2 separate regions of the Zea mays genome follow, and region 2 is linked to region 1. The links are chromatin contacts, called in public Hi-C maps. All regions are on one chromosome and are shown on one strand. Each heading gives the region's core, a stretch centred on a gene start, on an enhancer-like site or on the middle of the called end of the contact. The rest is flanking DNA. Distances are from core to core; before and after follow the strand shown. Region 1 holds the start of LOC100285663. Region 2 holds the start of LOC103652719 (serine carboxypeptidase-like 50).

Region 1 (5,894 bases), core at 301-2,800:
ATGGGCGGGCAGGGCAGGACAGGTGTTGTCCCATCATCCTCACGCCCAAGGGCGGGCCGGGCACGCAGTGACTGTTGCTGACGCGGTGGAGCTGCCGTGCGCACGACCGACGAGGCTCATCACTGATATCTTCTGTGAATCTTTTTACTACGTACTACTACTACTGCACTTTACCGAGGCGTCAAGCAAAAGCCGTATGCCATGCCGTGCTGCCGGGCATCCTGTTAGATTACTGAAGAAAGAACAGAGCTTTCTTCTTCCCGCAGAATCCTGACTTAGCACGCAGATGAACATACAAGTTTCAGTTTATCAACTAAAACACAGAAGCGAAGATCGTTGGTTCACTGGAACAAGCCCTTTTTTTTAAACACGGTTGCCACTAACTAGTTCACAGTAGTGACTGAAGAGTAACCACACTGAACACACACTACCACCACCACCACCACCACCCACACTGACACACACTACGACCTGGAGGAGACAGCGGCGGCGGCGTTGATCCCCCTGGCGATGCCGTAGCTACGGCCGCCGAGCCCGATGCAGCCGAAGAGGAGCTGGCCCTGGCGGTACGGCAGCGACGTCCGGCGCCGCATCTCCTCGGCCTCGGCGCGCCGCGCCTCGTACAGCCGCTCGTGCGCGGACCTCCTCCTGCCCCTCCCAACCTTTACAGACGGAGACGGGGACGGAGACGGCGCCGCCGCGGCTGGGGGAGCGCCAGCGCAGTGGTGGTGGTGGGAGTGCGGCTGCTGCTGCTGCTGCTGCTGCTGGTGGCTGCTCTTGCCGCCGTCCGACTTGCTGCGGTGGAGCAGGTCCTTGAGGAACCCGCTCCAGCGGCGGGAGCCCCTGGACGACGACGCGGACGAGGCGGACGAGGATGCGGTGGACGACGACGACGACGAGCGCGACGCCGCCGCCGGCTGCTGCTGCTGCTGCGACTCGCCGGCGGACTCGGGCTTCGGCACCGGGACTTGGGACGCGGACCGCCAGTGCGTGCGGAACGGGGACATAGAGCGCGCCTTGCGCCGCACGGAGCGGCTCCGCACGCGCCCGCGCTCGTCCGCCGCCTCCGCCTGCTGCTGGTTCTCGTGCTGCGCGCCCGCGGCGGGGTCCGGGTCCGGGTCCGCGTCCCCGTCCGGCTGCAGCAGCAGCGCGGCGGCGAGGCGGATCTGGCCGTTGTGGAAGAGCTCGTCGGCGGAGCACATGGCGGCGGCGGACGGCGACGGGAAGCGCGACGAGAAGTCGAAGTCGAAGTCGAAGTCCAGGTCCGGGACGGCGGCGTCCTTGCCGCGGGTGGGGCTGGTCGGCGCGCTGAAGAAGAAGTGGGACGGGTAGGTGTCCCTTTCCCTGTCCCTGTCCCGGGCGGGGCTGGACGGCGCGCTCACGAAGGGCGTCGAGCAGGCGCTGTCGTCGCAGCACGCTGCCTCGGCGGCCATCGCCGGTACGGGGCGTGGAGGCGAGCCACGGAGACGGACGGATGGGCGGAGTGGGGGGAAATGGTGGTGTGTGGGGACTGGGGAGTCTGTCTGTCTGGGAGAAGGAACGGGAAGCGTGGGAGAGCGTGCGTGGAGGTGGTGGGAGTTTTTAACTCGCGGGGTTGTTTCGCGGGCGGAACCCCCGTGGTTTGGCTGAATAGCGAGCGGCTCCGGCCCGCGCCCACGGCCAGGGCCCGTGCTGTAATAACCAGACTCCGCGGGTGTCCTCGTGGGAGGATATTATTATTCCGCGTGCCCGCCCGCCGCCCGGATAACCAGATCTGGACCCTAAGCCGCGGTCCCAAGCCTGCTAGGTGGCCGGTGGACTCCTCCGACGGTGTGAGTCGCCGCCGCAGTTGAAGTAGCGCCGCCGTTCGTATACTAGCATGTCTGGAGGGGCGGCTACTGAATACTGTTGGTACCGGCCGGCCCACGTGGGCTGCGCGTTGCCGCGCGCGCATGCGGATCCATGGGCCGTCGTCATCCAGGGCCGGGATCACGATGCGAGGTCCGAGACGGGCCTCGCCGCGACAGCCATCCGTGACTCCACAGTAGGACCGTCGCGTGCGTGCGTGCGCGGGACCGCCGCAGCGCATCCCCGGTGGCCGGAGGCGTCCGTCGACTGTCCGGTGGCCGCGACGGGGGGACGGACACCTGTCGGGGCAACCCGAACCGCACGTACAAGTGACGCGGCGCACAGTTGAGCTACGACCTACTAGCCTGCCACCCTGTCAGCGTCCTCCGTTTCCGTCTCTCTTTTCCACGCCGCCCCATCATCATCATCACCGGCACGGCCATTGCTGGTGCCGCCCGTCAGTTTTGCTATGTTTTTTTTATGTTCAGAATATTTGCAAAATCTGTTGTTCGTTAAACACTTAACTATAGTAGAGAAGAGAGATAAAGAGTTTGTCACCAACCAACCTGCCCTATAATAATCTCACACGTGGATCACAAAAAGGAAAAAAGAAACACGATGGAGACTCTTCCGTTCCACATGGCCGGGCCACCGCAAATCGCCCTACGGTTGGACCACATGGGCCGCTCCACCGCAAATTCACCAGGCCCACCCAGCTCTACGGCTGGATCCTACATGGCCATTCTTCCCTCTCGGCGCAGCGCCGCCACCACCACCACCACTAGCAGCCTTCTTATTTATATATATACTGGGCTTCTTCCCGCCGGCCCAGCCAACTGCTACCCATTCGCGCCGCTGTGTCCCAAGTCCCAACCGTGCCCCACCGAGCCACTCTTCCAGTTTCCCCCGCGCGCCAACCCGCCAAAAAGGAGGGAGGGGAACCCGGGAAGGAGGCCCGCAGCCAGAGCCGCCGCCGTTCCGTATCCGTCCCGTCTCCGCCGCGGCGGCGCTGACGCTAGGGGTTGCCGCGCCCAGCGCGGAGATGCAGCAACGTGCGCGGGATGGCGAGCAGCACCGCCTGCTCGACCTCGCAGTCGAGTCCGGCTTCGACCGCGACCTCGCCGCCAGCTGCCTCGCCCGCCTCCTCGAGGTCTACGGTACGTACCTACTCCCATCCCCCCCTCTCTATCTCCCCCTCACACACACACAGGCCGGCCGGGCCCGCTGGGATGGACGCGCCCGTTCCTCTTCCGATCTGGCCTTGTGTACCTGCCCGTTGGACTCGGCGGTCTCTAACTTACGGGGGGATATTCTGCGAATAACGAGGACGGTGATTCAGCTATTGCGAACAAATACACTGCTTCCTGCTATTAACTCATTTCGCTGCATGTTTTGGGAGTACCGTGGAAAAACTGACATGTCTGTTGGACCTGGACTGGACAATCTCCACAGTTTGAGATTCTAGGACACGGTGCTTTATTAAAAAAAACTCGGTCGAAGAGGGAAAGACCATCCTCCCGGTATAATGCCTGGGACCGGCACTCAAGGCGCACACAACCCACTGATGGCTAATAAAAGACCGAAATATTGTCCCGACCAAGAAAATTCTCGAACCTCATCATGGATGGACTGCAAGATTGTGTTGATGTTTGGGAAAGCATCATCAAACACACAAGCATTTATATGCTTCCAAATTTGCCAGGCTACTAAACTCACAAAGGAATTAAAGCCTTTCTTTATTTGGCTTAGGCACATTCCTTTCTGCCTCTCCCCACCATTCCTGAAACATCGCCGCATCAGTCGTGTGAGTAACATGTTGAGGCCCAGCCTGCTTAGAGATCTGAACCACACCTCCCTCGCAAAAACACAAGCCACCAGAATGTGCTACGCTGTCTCGTCCTGCTGGTCACAAAGGGGACATCTTTCTGGGTGATCCATTCCCCGAGGAGCTAGTCGATCAGCCATCCAGCATCGGTTGAGAGATGCCAGCCAGATGAAGTATTTACAACACGGAGGAGCCCAAGTCTTCCATATTCTTTTGTCCGGCTCAAAAGCTATTGCACCAATATGGAAGAGCTTGTACGCATTTTTTGGCCGAATACAGACCCGAGGAAGAAGGCAGCCACCGATGTTGATGAGCAACATTTGGCTGCAACTACACCTCTTGGATTAGATCCCAGACTAAAAGGAACTCAAACAGCACCTGCCCTGGTGCTTTATTTAAAACGATAAAAAAGGAAATCTTGTCTATTGTCTGGGATTATGTTTCTCAGTTTCTGTTGGCTTTAAATCTATTGCAAATTGTGAAGATATTGCTAGTAAATGGCTCGGTCCACTAAATTACTGTATGATGTTTTGCATATTACTACAGCTGGGACTGTTTTGGGGGTATTTGGCTAACTAGATAATGTCATTATCTTCACAATGTAACCTGTCATCCTGAAAGAAAAAAAAGGAGCAAATGGAAGGCTTCGATCTATAACATGCTGCTCTGCTGGGAAAATAAAAAACACCATTACTGCTAGTAAACATATAATTTTGGTTAGTCGTTTTATGTTGCCTTGTGCTTGCAAGAGTGCAAGGTTGAGTTTCACACAAAAGGGGTCATACTGTAGGTATTCAGAAAGGTGGATGCATGCTTACGTTGTCTTCCTTTGTTAAAAGCAAAACTTTATATTGTCGAATCTGCCAACTTGCTCTGGTGTAGCTCAACCTTGCTTTCCTTTTCACTACTGTTTACTGGGATTTCTAATGCCTAATCACTTGGTATATGGTTCCTTATTCTGTTACAGGGGAGGATGGTCTGGATATGGTTACTGTCGACAACTGTGGCAATGATTTCCTTGCATCACTGGCTGATGCCACACAACCTACTGATGACTGGGACGATCTCAAAGGGATTGAGACCGAGGCATGTGGCAACTTGAATGATATGATGATGAAGAATGTACCTGACTGCAATGGAGGAGTTGCTATAGACAGCCGTTATACATCCAGAGAGCCAAATTCGTCCTCTCAACGTGCTCCGAATCATCTTGAAGCTTTCAAATTTGCCTCTGATGATTCAGATTTTGAAATGGACAACCTTCCTGACAAGTCTTGTAGTATGCAAAGGCAGACACAATCAAGAAACTCTGGAATGCAGACCCGAAGCTCAGCAAAATCCACAGTAGGCCACTTATTCTGATCTTCCACTAATAGTCATTTCCATCCTCGTTATTCTAGTTTGCATAAGGTGATGTTATGACATTATGTTTGCATACAGACAACATGTAAAACATGCTATTATGTTCATCCTGTGCTTTCAAACAAGTGTAGCTCGCTTTTGCCTTTCTGCTGTTACTTTTTAGTTGATATTTTAACTTCTTCGATTTTAAATTTTGAAGGTGACTAGGGAAACCAGCAGATATGAGCCAACGACTCCCACTTCAAATAGAGAGATGCCTCCAGCTGCATTTCATCAAAGGAGAGAACTTCTGAGCTACGAGCAACTTTGTTGCCTCGATGATGTCAATTTTGCCAATGCTGTCATCTTTGGCAACAAAGGCTTTAGGCCCCTGCAGTACGAAGCTTGCAGGGCTGCAATGGATAACCAAGACTGTTTCATACTTATGCCAACTGGTGGTGGGAAGAGTTTGTGTTATCAGGTCAGTAAATTCTGTGTTCTTGTTCGAAATTGTTCTTTCCATTGCCTGGTGGCATGATCTGGAACCGTTCATCAAAATTTATATACTTGCAGCTCCCTGCAACATTGCACCCAGGTGTCACTGTTGTCGTAAGTCCGCTGCTGTCGCTGATCCAGGATCAGATTGTGGCATTAACTTACAGGTTTGCAGTACCAGCAGCATTCTTAAATTCCCAGCAAACTTCTGCTCAGGCATCTGCAGTAATCCAGGAGCTAAGGTATGTAATGTTATCTTGTGTCTGTAGCCTTTGTGATCAGATTAAATACTGAACCTTTGTTATCGACATATGACATATTTCCACTTGATCCCATTGCAGATGTGGGAAACCAGCCTTCAAACTTCTGTATGTTACTCCTGAAAGAATTGTCACGAACTATTCAT
Region 2 (5,877 bases), core at 470-2,969, 260 kb after region 1:
GGTTAATGGTAAACTTGCCCGATGCATCAAATAGGGAGAAAATTCTAAAAGTAATTTTGGCAAAAGAAGAGCTGGGATCTGATGTTGATATGGACTCGCTTGCCAATATGACTGATGGTTATTCAGGAAGCGACCTGAAGGTACGTTTGCTCTTACGCGTGCCATTGATAGAAAAACCCTCTGCATGGTTTTCACCGGCTTCGTTGCTCTCAGAATCTGTGTGTGACCGCGGCGCATTACCCCATCCGAGAAATTCTGGAGAAGGAAAAGAAGGTACACAATGCCGTCTCTGCTTCTGGTTGCTCCGTTTGCACTTGGCAGTATGATTATCCTTGGCAGCAGGGAGCGGCGATGTTTGAATTATGCATTTTTTTCTGTTGAGCCTAGATCATGACTGTGCTGGGCTCGTTCAATTCCACTGTGTGCAGGAGAAGAATTTGGCTAAAACAGAAGGTAGGCCGGAGCCTGCATTATATGGAAGCGAGGACATCCGCCCTCTTAGCATAGATGACTTCAAATCTGCCCATGAGCAGGTGAGAACACCAAAGTTGATCCCATTTCGCATCTCCTCCCCCCGACCCTTCTCTGCAATCTACGTTCTTGTTTGTATGCAACCATGTATTCTTGTTTCTTAGAGCGGCATCCTAATCTCTCCTTGGTCGGGCGCAGGTTTGTGCGAGCGTTTCGTCCGACTCGGCGAACATGAACGAGCTCCTTCAATGGAACGACCTGTACGGCGAAGGCGGGTCAAGGAAGAAGAAAGCGCTGAGCTACTTCATGTGATGGGGTGAGAGCATAGAATCCAGAAGGATCACAGCCGTGGCATAAGATCAGAAGGAACACAGAGCGGCCATAGTACCACACCCACTATGGCCCTAAATCCAGTCAAGTTTTCGCTCCTTCCCCCTCCCTCAGTAGCCGCCGCCGCCCCGCCGCCGCCTGGTGTAATTAGAACTGTGTACGGAGTCGAGTTGGTTTGCCAGCTGTTTCAAGGTTACAGAGTTGAGATTTGGAATTACAATGGCGCCATTGCCCTCCTCCAACCCCCCCCCCCCCCCCCCCCCCCCCCCCGTTTTCTTCCTCCCATAAGTTGCGGTCACTGTCCTTCTTGGACTCTCTGGCCTTTGTTCTTGTAAATGCGAAATGAAGGGATGTGAAATAAGAACATCTTCGTCCTGTTGTTGACAGTATGGTACACATATTTAATTTTTGTACTTGACCGGCGATGATAAATTGGATCGGTGCCAACATAAGAATTATGGAAAGGTGCCTTTCCTGCCCGCCGAAATCTGTGTGTATGTCGAGTGGGCTGGGTATTGTGAGGTGAAATTTTATGCGTCTCCTGTCGTCTTGTGGTTGCGAAATGCGTGGGAGCAAACGTCCGGCATAATGAACTTTCGTCATTTCTTATGGCTGCGAAATGCATGGGTTCGGTATGTATGAATTTTCTCTGTCATAATGAACTTGGATTCTGATAACGGTGCATTGCACAGATTTCATTTTTTTTCTTACGTAAACACTTCGGTTCTTTCTAATGGCCCATGCATAGACAATGGAATCATTGGTGTCACATATTAATGGCCCAGGAAAGAATACAGAGTCCGACAGTGCAATATATACAAATATAGTTTCTAGGCAGCTGATTACGACGCCAACGGACGATAGATGGCACATCATCAGGAAGTCACAGGCAGGGAATGCAGCGTGGCGCCGCGTAACTGGAACAGACACTGATGCTTCACGCCTACGCTACCAAAAATTCAATCAACTGCTAGTCAAAAGTCACGTGATCCAATATCCCATTTGTCTTTTGTCATCCTTTCGTCTTTGCCAAAGATTTTGTCACGACCTACGTTACATATCTGATGGACTGATGGTGCAAAGCGTTCGGGCAAGCAAGCTAGACGCAATGGCAGCTCCTCTTCTCCTCATCGTCGTCCTCGTCGCCACCACCGCCGCGGTCTCTGCTGCAGGCTCGGACACCACCATATTCCCCACAGAAGCGCTACCGACCAAGTCCGGCTACCTCCCGATCCCCGCGGCCAACGCTTCCATGTACTACGCCTTCTACGAGGCCACCCACCCGCTGACCCCGCCGGCCGCCACGCCGCTCCTGGTCTGGCTCGAGGGCGGGCCCGGCCTGTCCTCCTTCGCCAGCAACTTCCTCCAGATCGGCCCCTACGTCTTCTCCTCCTCGCCCGCCGACTCCGACACCGACTCCTCCGACGCGTCTTCCTTGGCGCCCCCCTCGCTGCGCTTGCGCCCCAACCCCTACGCGTGGAACCGCCGCTTCGGGCTCCTCTTCCTCGAGAGCCCGCTCGGCACCGGCTACAGCGCGGCGCCGTCGCCCTCCGCCATCCCGACGACGCAGCCCGCCGTGGCGGAGCACGTCCTCGCCGCGCTCCAGTCCTTCCTCTCGTCGCAGCCGGACGACGCCACCTTCCGCGCCCGCCCGCTCTTCCTCACCGGCGAGAGCTACGCCGGCAAGACCATCCCCACGGTCGCCGCGCTCATCCTGGCCAGCACCAGCACCACCAGCACCAACCCGGCTCTCCCCGAGCACCTGTCCACGAGGATGAGGATCAACCTGCGCGGCGTGGCCATCGGCAACGGCTTCGTGCACCCGGCGGCGCAGGTGACCACGCACGCCGACGTCCTCTACTTCGCGGGCCTCATCGGCGCGGAGCAGCGGCGCGAGGCGGCGGCCATGCAGGCGGAGGCGGCGGCGCTGGCCGCGGCGGGGCGGTGGCGCGAGGCGGTGGACGCGTGGTTCCGCGCGCTGTCGTGGCTGCGCGACGCCACGGGGCTCCCGTCGCTGTTCGACGTGGCGGCAGCGGACGACGCGTCGTCGCCGCTGCAGGCCCTGACGGCCGCCGGCGCCCGAGCCGCGGGGTTCATGAACGACGCCGGGGTGAGGGCGGCGCTGGGCGCGCGACGCGACGCGCCGGCGCCGCCGTGGGAGCTCGTCAGCGCCGCGGTCGTGGCGGCGCTGCACGACGACGTGATGAAGAGCGCCAAGCCGGACCTGGAGGCGCTGCTGCGGGGGCCGCCGGCGCCGGCGCCGTCCCCGCGCGTGCTACTGTACGAGGGGGTCCGTGACGCGCAGGTCGGCGTGGTGTCCGTGGAGGCGCTGCTGCGGGAGCTGGACTGGGATGGGCTCGCCGCGTTCCGGGACGCCCCGCGCGCCGTGTGGCGCCAAGGAAGCGGCGGCGGCGGCGAGGCCGGACAGCGAGGGAGGCTCGCCGGGTACGTCCAGAAGCATGGCGCGCTCGTGCACGTCGCCGTGTACGCGGCCGGGCACATGGTGCCGGCGGACCAGGGGCGGGCGGCGCAGGAGATGATCGAGAACTGGGTGTTCGACGAGGGCTTGTTCAGCAGCGACGGCGGAAAGCAATACGATGAGGCGTCTTGTGGGGGCCATGCGAGTATCTATCAGTAGCAGTAGCCCATGACGCGGTCTTCATGAATTTAATTTAGATGTTTTCTGTATTACACGTATAGCAAATAAAGCCAGTTGAGTATTGGAAAATAAATAAACAAATAGATGGTATTGATGTGTCGTCGTAATAATCCGTTGGATTCTGTTGACGGGAGCTAGCTCACGTATTCACACATTATTAAACCACATTTCAATAAGACATATAACTAATGTTTGCATCTTTGGCTTTTGAATCGGTTTATATTACTATTTGAGTAAACCAAAACACATTTCAAATCAGCTATGGTACAATCTGTACATTGTGTGCATCCCTTTTTGTAGAAATCAATTAAGGCTGAACAGCAAGTGTAGCTCGAATTTCTGTGGTCCACTGTAACGCTAAACAGTATTAACAAGACATACAATGCGAGCCACTCCGGCAATTCATGTTGGTATTAATAAGACATACAATGTGATTTATATTCACAGAATTTGGTTCAAAAGAGCTCTTCGGAGTTGAGTTTGTTCCACGCCTCCTGTTAATGCAAAAGGTGCAAGTATTAACGAGCTTTCAGCAGCGAGACAAGAAGGCACGCACACCACCACCCGACGACCAGCGTCCACGTCCTTTCGGTGCAACCAAGCAAGTCAACAACCCCAGGGTACAATAACTAACACGAAATAAACTCTTTCCTTGCAATTTAACACCTCGACTACTGTGCTGCGTACAACAATTCTTCCAACCACCATGCCCGAATTCAAATCTCTGGTCGGTACAACAGAGGCATTTGCAACGGTTTATAAGGAAACAAAAACCTACGAGTAATCGTACAGGGAGACGCTCTTGTCATCCGACGCGCTAGCCAGACGCCCTGCTCGGACTCCGGCACCGCCTGGTGGCCTGAAGGCCACGGCCCACACCTGATCGGAGTGGTTGCTCATGGTCTGCACCGAGGTCCTCATGTTGAGGTCCCAGAGCCGGACGGTGCGGTCGCTCGACCCCGTGGCCACCGCCAGGCCGTCGGGGCTCGCGTCGATGCTCAGCACCCAGCTCGCGTGGCCCGACATGGCCCCGACGAGGCCCTTCTCCCTGGCGTCGTAGATGTGGACGTGGCAGTCGTCGCAGGCCGTGAAAAGCACGTGCGGGTCCACCGGGGAGAACACCATGGACCGCACCGGCATGTGGTGGCCCTCCAGGTGGTGCAGGAACTTCATGCGGACCGCGTCGTAGACGGCGATCGTGCCGTCCATGGACCCGCATGCTAGGAGCCTTCCGTCGGGGCTCCAGGCGACTGACAGGACGAACTTGCCGCTGCCTGTCTTGTCGGGGCGAGCTCCCTCCGGGCGTGGGACGGCGAGGCTGGTGATCGCCTTCCACTTCTCCGTGTCCCACAGCTTCACTGATCCACTGCCACCACCGGCTGCGGCCAGAGCATTACCCTGGAAAGTAAAGGATATGGTTTGCCCCATCCTGTGTCAATAACCAAACCGAAGAAAGAACTGCCGGTTTCACAAATTAGATGTAACAGGATAGAATGATGATTCAGTCATGGTTTCCTGCCATCTGTATTACTTGGAATCATAAGTACAACAGAACATGCCAAAACCAACTGTCAAGAATTTAGCCGAAACAGAATATCCAAACATGACAGGTGAAGCTTTTCAGGAGAGGACTGAAGGAACAGACACCAACACATGTCAACTGTGTATAGATCAAATTCTACATCATAAACATGTCTATCAATAGAAGGCAAGGCCTGCCCTGGAGTAGTGGTGAGACCTGTCTCAATGAGTCACCAGGTCATGGTTTGAAAGCAGCCTCTCGGGGTAAGACTCGACTCTGTTTAATTGTTTATCCATTACCCAGACCCCACTCATGTGGGAGCCTCCAGAACTGGGTCATCCCTTTAAACATGTCTATGAAAATTCATTTGTGGCAACCATACAGTACAGGAAAATTAATTTCATATTCATACAAGGTTCAGGATAAGCTGGCATAGGATCCAGACTCCAGAGTATAATTTATGCTTCTATAGTGTAGCAAGGTGAATCGCATCAAGATAATGTCTAACTGAAATGACAACAGATTTACTACTTCTACTTCTCCAAATTAATCCTTTGAAGCAGTATTACTGTCCAAATGTGGGGGAAAAAAAGAATTTGATACATTTCAGCACAAATACAAATTCAAAGTATTCAGAAACTAGATTTCTTTAATATAGTAAAGGCTTTGAAACAGTTCACAAGGAAAGTGAACTCCCAAATCAAATCCAGCCCCACAACTATTGCAGCTTTTACCAACTGAATGCACTGACACAACATAACCATAAAAATATAAGCACCTAATCTGTCACAACGATGTCTACACAAACCTTCCATAGATGCATATAAGTTGATAACTGCATATTATTTTCAATAAGGACCATTTTTTAGTTATGTAGGCCAATTACTGGCAACAA

The links. Hi-C and Micro-C count contacts between places; a contact is called where the count stands out from the background.
Region 2: a contact with region 1 is called in a Hi-C map of tassel, with 2.3 times the contacts expected there. The contact joins the promoter of LOC103652719 here to the promoter of LOC100285663 in region 1. A contact is called at or near these places in 2 of 25 Hi-C or Micro-C datasets (ear and tassel).

The regions. Positions count from the first base shown.
Region 1 is chr4:3,363,409-3,369,302 of Zm-B73-REFERENCE-NAM-5.0, forward strand. It overlaps LOC100285663, which reads right to left and starts at 1,551. Exons shown (of 1, transcript NM_001158554.1): 1 at 324-1,551. The coding sequence starts at 1,433. The coding sequence ends at 465. LOC103652713 (ATP-dependent DNA helicase Q-like 1) reads left to right here and starts at 2,653. Exons shown (of 10, transcript XM_008679668.3): 1 at 2,653-2,984; 2 at 4,620-4,996; 3 at 5,214-5,474; 4 at 5,567-5,730; 5 at 5,830-5,894. The coding sequence starts at 2,870.
Region 2 is chr4:3,620,164-3,626,040 of Zm-B73-REFERENCE-NAM-5.0, forward strand. It overlaps LOC103652719 (serine carboxypeptidase-like 50), which reads left to right and starts at 1,720. Exons shown (of 1, transcript XM_008679677.4): 1 at 1,720-3,439. The coding sequence starts at 1,874. The coding sequence ends at 3,439. LOC103652718 (AAA-type ATPase family protein) reads left to right here. Exons shown (of 27, transcript XM_008679675.3): 24 at 2-140; 25 at 214-273; 26 at 429-533; 27 at 670-1,329. The coding sequence ends at 783. It overlaps LOC100192788, which reads right to left. Exons shown (of 2, transcript NM_001137981.1): 2 at 3,913-4,858. The coding sequence ends at 4,235.